Regions from separate parts of the Zea mays genome. Here region 2 is linked to region 1. Evidence: chromatin contacts called from public Hi-C data. All regions are on one chromosome and are shown on one strand. The core of a region is the stretch at or near the end of the contact, and the rest is flanking DNA. Distances in the headings are between cores, read along the strand shown.

Evidence for each region. Hi-C and Micro-C count contacts between places; a contact is called where the count stands out from the background.
Region 2: a contact with region 1 is called in a Hi-C map of bundle sheath, with 3 times the contacts expected there. The contact joins the promoter of LOC100279555 here to the promoter of LOC100284488 in region 1. A contact is called at or near these places in 2 of 25 Hi-C or Micro-C datasets (bundle sheath and leaf).

The regions. Positions count from the first base shown.
Region 1 is chr5:179,898,945-179,902,176 of Zm-B73-REFERENCE-NAM-5.0, reverse strand. It overlaps LOC100284488 (protein binding protein), which reads right to left and starts at 1,847. Exons shown (of 7, transcript NM_001157383.1): 1 at 1,323-1,847; 2 at 597-668; 3 at 1-48. The coding sequence starts at 1,511.
Region 2 is chr5:180,298,049-180,301,770 of Zm-B73-REFERENCE-NAM-5.0, reverse strand. LOC100279555 reads right to left here and starts at 1,724. Exons shown (of 3, transcript NM_001351795.1): 1 at 1,381-1,724; 2 at 1,121-1,250; 3 at 1-589. The coding sequence starts at 1,516.

The DNA of each region.
Region 1 (3,232 bases), core at 598-3,097:
TTCATCATGATGCACCTGGGTTGGGGCAGTGTAACCAGGCTTGTACAACTGATAAACAGAGAATAAAATTCATAATCTATTTACAACTACGAAGTTTACCGTCAAATTAGCAAGGAAGCATAAGCAATTCTGCAAACAAGAACGTAGTCCAGAAAGGTAATTGCTGAGAAGTTGATTTGCAAGGATTCAAATTCATGAAACTATTATTAGATTTATGATACAAAATCTTTTCCGCTAAAAAAGTAGATTGAGTTATGATGCAGTCTTATGACCCTCTTTTGCTCGTGATAGGATCCTCAGATGCGAACCTCCCTTTTGCTTACGGTAGGTCCGAGTACATCTTTACAAATTACTATGTTTAAACGTTTAAACAATAGCTGCAAATATAATAATACCATGCATTAAGACTATGTGCACCCTAAAAGTTGTTTAAAATACGAAAAACAGGACATTTATTTAGCCTAATGAAAAACTTTCAAAGAAAACAAAAGGGGAAAATCTTTAAGTCTTATTATACAAGAAATTACAAAACAGTGCATGCATTAATTTCCATTTTGATATATTTAGAGTAGTAGCTGAAGGAAACAATTGTTTACCTCATGGCAGATTTCACAGATTGTATCCCCTTTCTCATTGCACCATCGTTGCACACATTCTCTGTGAGCATACTGTGCGAACAGATGTAGTATAACAAAATTAGCAAACAGATTTATGCAATGGTTTGCACATACAGGATGGTAAAAGACAAACTTAGGTAGGCGGTTAGACCACTTATAAACAATGATAATGACCGATGTATTCAGTTGAAGGCAACCCACAAAAGATACCTAGCCCTTGTTACTTGTTTGTTAAGGTTACAAAAAGTAGCTAACAACAAGTGCAAAGAATGTCCTAAGCTCTAAGCAACATCGACGATTAAACCAGGCATGCTTTTATCTACTCTGCTAGCATCACTTTGTGCAACTACTTTTTCATGAAAATATCATGAGCCACAGCACCAAACAGGATTTATATCACAAGTGAAGAGGAACCTAATATGGAGATTTATCTGAAAGGCCACAACATCTGAAGTAACAACTTATACAGAGTGCATAAGTTAGCAATCAGCATGGAAACCAACAGCTATGTTACGCCCTAACAAAGCTTCAGGCTAAGTCTTAATGTGATATTTTGCTTTGTTGATGCGTGCATTTTATATACTTAGATTTAAGAATTTCTCATCTATGAATTGACAATAGAATGAACCAGAGGCAAACAGCATAAGCAAGATGGGATGATGGACCCAGAATCTCTGGTTTGAAGAGAAGTAAGCCAGCACGCACCTTGAGGCTGCCGTTGCAAGCGCAGGGGCTCTCGAGGTTCTTCCTGAGGTCCTCCTCCTGGCAAATGCGGCACTCCACCATCCCAATCAGCGCCTCTGTTTCCTCCTTGGCGCCGGACACTAGCCCCGCTGCCTCACCGACTCGGGACGCTACGAGCTCCCCAACATCCACCGCGACATGATCCCCCATGCGAGCAAAGCAAATCGGCCCCAAAAAAACTCACGCTAAACAGCACAAACCTCTAGAGGATCTCGTTTCCTGCCGTCCAACGAACCCAAGGAATCATCAAAACGGGGCCCAATTCACCGCCAATCAAATGTAATGAAGGGGGACAAAATCGACACTAAAACCCTAGAAATTCGTGGGGATGAACTGAAGTCGAAGACAAGCGGATTTGGGCGATTCCTGGGTCAAATCGAAGCCCTCGCCTCGACAAATCCCACGAAACGCAAGGTTCGGAAACGACTATTACGGACGAACAGGGAGGAAATGTGAGGAAGGGCAGGGGATGTTACCTCGGCGAATGAGCTGCGAGGAAGGCACGCACTTCCTACTCCGAAATATCTTACAAGAAGAAGAGAGAGAGAAACTATTTCCCGCACTTCGTTCGCGTTCGTCTCGCGGCTTTTTATCGTGCGCCAAGTGACGGAACCGTGCGGATTAGATTACCTTAGATGACATGTGGCTCCCGCCGGTTCTGGTCCCACATGACAGTCAGAGTATGTGTAAATCGCTGGCGATCTGTAACGAACGGGTATTCGGATTCCCGCTTGAACATTATCCAGAATCCATTAATAGATCCCTGACGGGTAGTATTTGCTAACTACCCCCGCAAATGCACCCATCCAGGATTCAGCGCTGTTGATTTGTGAATGAATGGCTGTGCGACTGCATCTCTTGGTCTAAAAATGTGGTATAACCGTTGCGTGGTGCCAAAACAAAACATGTTACAGTCAACTGTGTACCAGAATGATTAAGATAGCTTTAAGATTAGTAAAGTTTAACTTTTGGACATGTTAACAACATTTATTAGACCAAGGCTAATAATTATGCCATGTGATTGTGAAGTGCTTAGGTTCAGCTATTTATATAGAAAAGTTGCTGTGAGCTGTCGGATGTGAAAAAGTTAAAAAATCGTTTGGCCGGAGATGTTGTGAAACCGTAGATTTTATAAGGTTCGTGTGTATTACGCCTAAAATTGTTTATATGCAAATTGATCGTAATACAACGATTTTTGTGTTGCCTGGCACATATTTCACAAATACGGAAATACATGTTTCGCCATTATAATATTATATGCATATTATTATTTTACCTGCATTATTTCCACCATGATCAATATGTATATATTATTACTTTAAGGTCTTGTTCGGCAGCTCAAGATCCAAGTCAGGTCAGTAACAAAGCCAGCCCAGGATCGAGTGAATCATGGGTTGTCATTTATTCCTGTCACCAGCCCGTTTCCAGATCCGGATCCAGTCCAGAAGGTAGGTCACCTGGACTCGTTCCAGGCCAAGGATTGAGGGATGGGAATTAAAATCAGATGGGTTTGTTTCCAGCCCAGATCAAAACGAACAACTCTAGGAGACTGGACCAGATTCTAAACTGTGCTGATTCGTTCCTGCCGGAATAAGGCAGGGAATGGGCTTATCCAGCCAAAACGAACGAGGCCTAAAGGAGTTTAGACGGTCATATGTAAGACCTCGAACATATTTGTTATACTGACTGCAAACTAATTAATTTATATAAACATGTAAAGATATCTCTGGTGCAGTGGTTTTGCTGCTTGATTTCTGTGGGATGCAAGGGTAAACAGGAGGGAGACGAGGTGCGCTGGAGCACCAAGAGGCTGCTAGCTTGGGCGGAGGTTTGTGGAGGGAGAAGGGGTGAGAAGTTGGGGGCTGAGACCA
Region 2 (3,722 bases), core at 475-2,974, 400 kb before region 1:
CTGCTGCTGCTCACAGACGCTGGCGTCCGTCGACGAGGCCGCGAACCCCTTCTCCGCGCCGGCGACGGAGCAGCCGAGAAGGACGCCTGCAAGGAAGCCTGGCGCGGCGTCGGCGGCGGCCGCGGCAGTGTCAGCGAAGCGCTGTTGCTGCTCCGCCCCGAACGCCTCTGCGTAAGCGCGTGGCGTCAGGGCGTGGGTGTCGTGCGCCGCACTGGCGAACAGCACGCTCTCGGAGAAGCTCAGAGTCGATGTCGGCGACTCGAGCCCGCTAAACGCGGGGCCCGGCCCGGGCCCTGGCGGCGGCGGCGGCGAGGAAAGGGCACGCAGCCTGGCCTCGCGCGCCAGACGCGCCTCGGCCTCGAGGCGCGCGCTCTCCCACTGCGCCGTGTGGCTGAGGTGCGCGGCGGCCCTGTAGCGCGCTCCAGAGTTGTTGCCGGCGCCAGAGGAGCCTCCCACGACGTCGGCGCGGGCCTTGTGCGTGACGGGGTCGATGCCCATCTTGGCGAGCCGCTTCTTGAGGTGCGTGTTCCAGTAGTTCTTGATCTCGTTGTCCGTGCGCTTGGGCAGGTGCGTCGCGATCGACGACCACCTGCGGGTTGCGCGAGGGCATGTCATTGTCAGTCATTTTTTTTTCACCTCTGATGAAGCAAGCAATGTTACTAGTAACTCGAACAGTAAAGAAGGTTTGGCGTAATGGTTAGAGGCGTGTAGGGGGGGTGCATTGAAGGAGCTCGTGGTGGAGTAGGACGGACAGCAATGATGGGGGCGTGGCGAGGTCAACATGGCATGGCCAGGGCGACAAGCGGGCGGTGACGATGGTCCAACGCCCTGACATGGATGGCGAGGCACAGCGAGGCAAGCGGGCTCGCGCCAACATTAATGACAAACGTGACAAGACCAATAAACTGGCCCCGTGCGATGCGAGTACTCTACTCTTTTTGCCACACCTCAGTTTCACCCATGCACGTTGTTACAGACAAGATGTATAGTACTCCTTTTGCCACGCCGGCCTCAGTTTCACTCACGACATTCCTGCCGACGCGAGCACGAGGCACACGCGAGCTGTGCTGTGTCATGCATGGCAAAGCGAAACAAGTGCATGATGATGAAGAATGATCACCTGTTGCCGAGGAGAGCGTGGAGCTGGATGATGGTCTGCTCCTCCTGCAGCGTGAACTTGCCCCGCTTGATGTCCGGCCGCAGGTAGTTGGTCCACCGGAGCCGGCAGCTCTTGCCGCACCGCCGCAGACCTGCAGAGAGACGCACACGCATAGATGAGCATTATATTCTGCTGGATGGCAAATATAATAAAACGAATGGAATGCGAAGAAAACGTGAGGTCGATGGATATATCGTCGAGCTCCGTCGTCGGATCCTCACCGGCCTTGGCCGGCAGCGAGCGCCAGCAGCCGTGTCCGTGCTGCTCGATGAAGGCCAGCAGTTTCTGGTCCTCCTCGGACGTCCACGGCCCCTTCTTCAGCCCGGCCTCCTTCTCGCAGCACGGCGACCGCCCCATCGCAGCGCCGCGCGCGGCGACCACAGGAGCGAGAAGGACGGCAGGGACACGCAGCTCGCCCAGAGGTAGACGATAGCTCCTCTCCAGTCAGTCGATCTAGCTAGTGACAAGGGAATGAAGTGACCTGGTCGGTGTCGCTAGCTAGCGGCATAAATAGAGCGGGGGCCGGGGCGTGCCGCGTGCGCGGTGCCCTAGCTACTAGCTGGGGCCTGGGCGACTTCCCGTACGTGCGTGCAGCCGAGACCGAGAGTACCCCAGTAGTAGTACTGACTGAGTGACTGACCAGTGCGGCAGTGCGCCAGCGCCGGCCGGGTTGGCGAGAATCTTCCTGGCTTTCCGTGCGGCCACGGCCAAGGGTGGCCCAGACGTCAGGCGGCGCACCCCGCTTTTCCCGTCCCCCCCTCGTCATGCGCGCTGCACGTGCGCCACCGTTGGGCCGCCGGGCGGCCGACCGAGGCCCGGGTGCCAGCAAACGAACCAAAGGTACGTGGTGGTACGTCTCCGGCAGATAGATGGCGACAGCGGTTGGTGCGCGGCTGGCCGGCCGGCTTGGTTCGCCGCGGGCTACGGGAGAGCGCGGCGGCTACCCAGCAGGGTCGCCGTCGTCGTACTCGTACAGATGGATAGTGACGGCGCGCCGGCCGAGCTGCGTGTTCATGCATGCGCTTAAACTCCCATGGCTCTCGCCCGTGCCGCATTCTCCGGTCGTCGTCTCCTGGCCGCGTCGGGCGCCGTGCTGCTGCTGCTGCCTAGCTTAGTAGCAGGTTTTTTAAATTTTCCTGGCGGTACGAATCCGGATGTTTGACTGCATCTGGCGCGAGCTCATCTTGAGTGGCTGCCGGAGCATCCACAGCTGAGAATTGAGATGCATGTTGGTCTGGGGCAGTTTACTGTGCCTGGCAGTGGCAGTGGCAGGCGGCAGCGTCCTGCTCCTGCTCCGCTCTTCATCTGGCCCTACACTGTTCCGGGCGCGCGGGAGTTATGGTGAAGCCGATTGCCGCTTGCAGGTGAAAAGGACGCGCGCCGTGTCGCTGCGCAATTGATCTGACCCTCTCGGCATTTTCAGCAACTCGTTCCGCTCTGCTCCTCGGTTTCTGATGAAGAGATGAGGGGAAGGATGCCTTTCCCTGCTCTCTGAATCCTGAAAGCACAACTGTCTGAGCAGCGTTCTTTTCCTCTGTTGTTATATATGGAAAAAACAAAGAAAGGCAAAAAGAAGAAAAAAAACTCTGAGGTCAGAACTTTGCAGATGGAGTAGGACTGTAGGAGGCCTCTGTGAAAACTATGCCCAGTTACAATACAACGCATACAGTGGAGCCATGGTAGGAACAGTGGATCAGTTAGGCCATTAATTGTGCGGTTTCCATGGCAAATTGCCACAGGACCACCACCCTGTCCCTGTGGAGTGTAAACAGATCTGTCCGGAAGCCCATGTGCATTCCTACTCCTACCCAAGGAATTACCGACCGGTCTCAGTTTCGTTTCTGGGTTTTCGACGGTCGTCAGCGTGGAAGACATGCACATACCCAAAAAGAATTGCCATCTCTAGTCTAGTCTATCCCCTCAGAATTCTACTCAGCGGACATCTAAACCTTTGCTTGTACATATGAAAGCAGAAATAACGAAGATTAGTAGTAGAAGTTCTGTTCCGAAATCCCATGCATGCATGCGTAACAGACTAGCTGTCAGCGTGATCATAAACCCATGAGCGACCTAGCCGCCGATGGCGACGCGACGGTCAGCGTCACGCCGCCTGAGCCCAGGGGACGTGACCTGCCACCCGATCAGGAGGCGGCGCTCCTCGGATGCCCGTAGGCGCTCTGCACCCCGCACGCTGCTCAACAGTCCAAGATTTATTAAAGTGCTCATGTGAAATGTCAGCGAGAGAGAGAGAAGAGATCACCCACGCTAGTTCTCGACAAGAACAACAACAACCAAAAAAAAAAACACACCCAGCAAGAATACTGATTGACTGGTTTAAGTTACTGCTGTGCTGGCTAGCACTACCATGATCGGGTACCTCTCCTGTTTCACGCACCAAGAATGAGCACCAACCTAACAGTCCGGTACGGACCTCGCCTCGCATTGATGAGGATCCGCCGCAGCAGGTCGCAGAGTTTAACCCCTGAGCCGAGCGCTGCGCAGCTGTCCGTAAACTGCAGAGGTGAATGCGCGACTAGCTCGGGGGAGAAGGAATTCAGCAGGG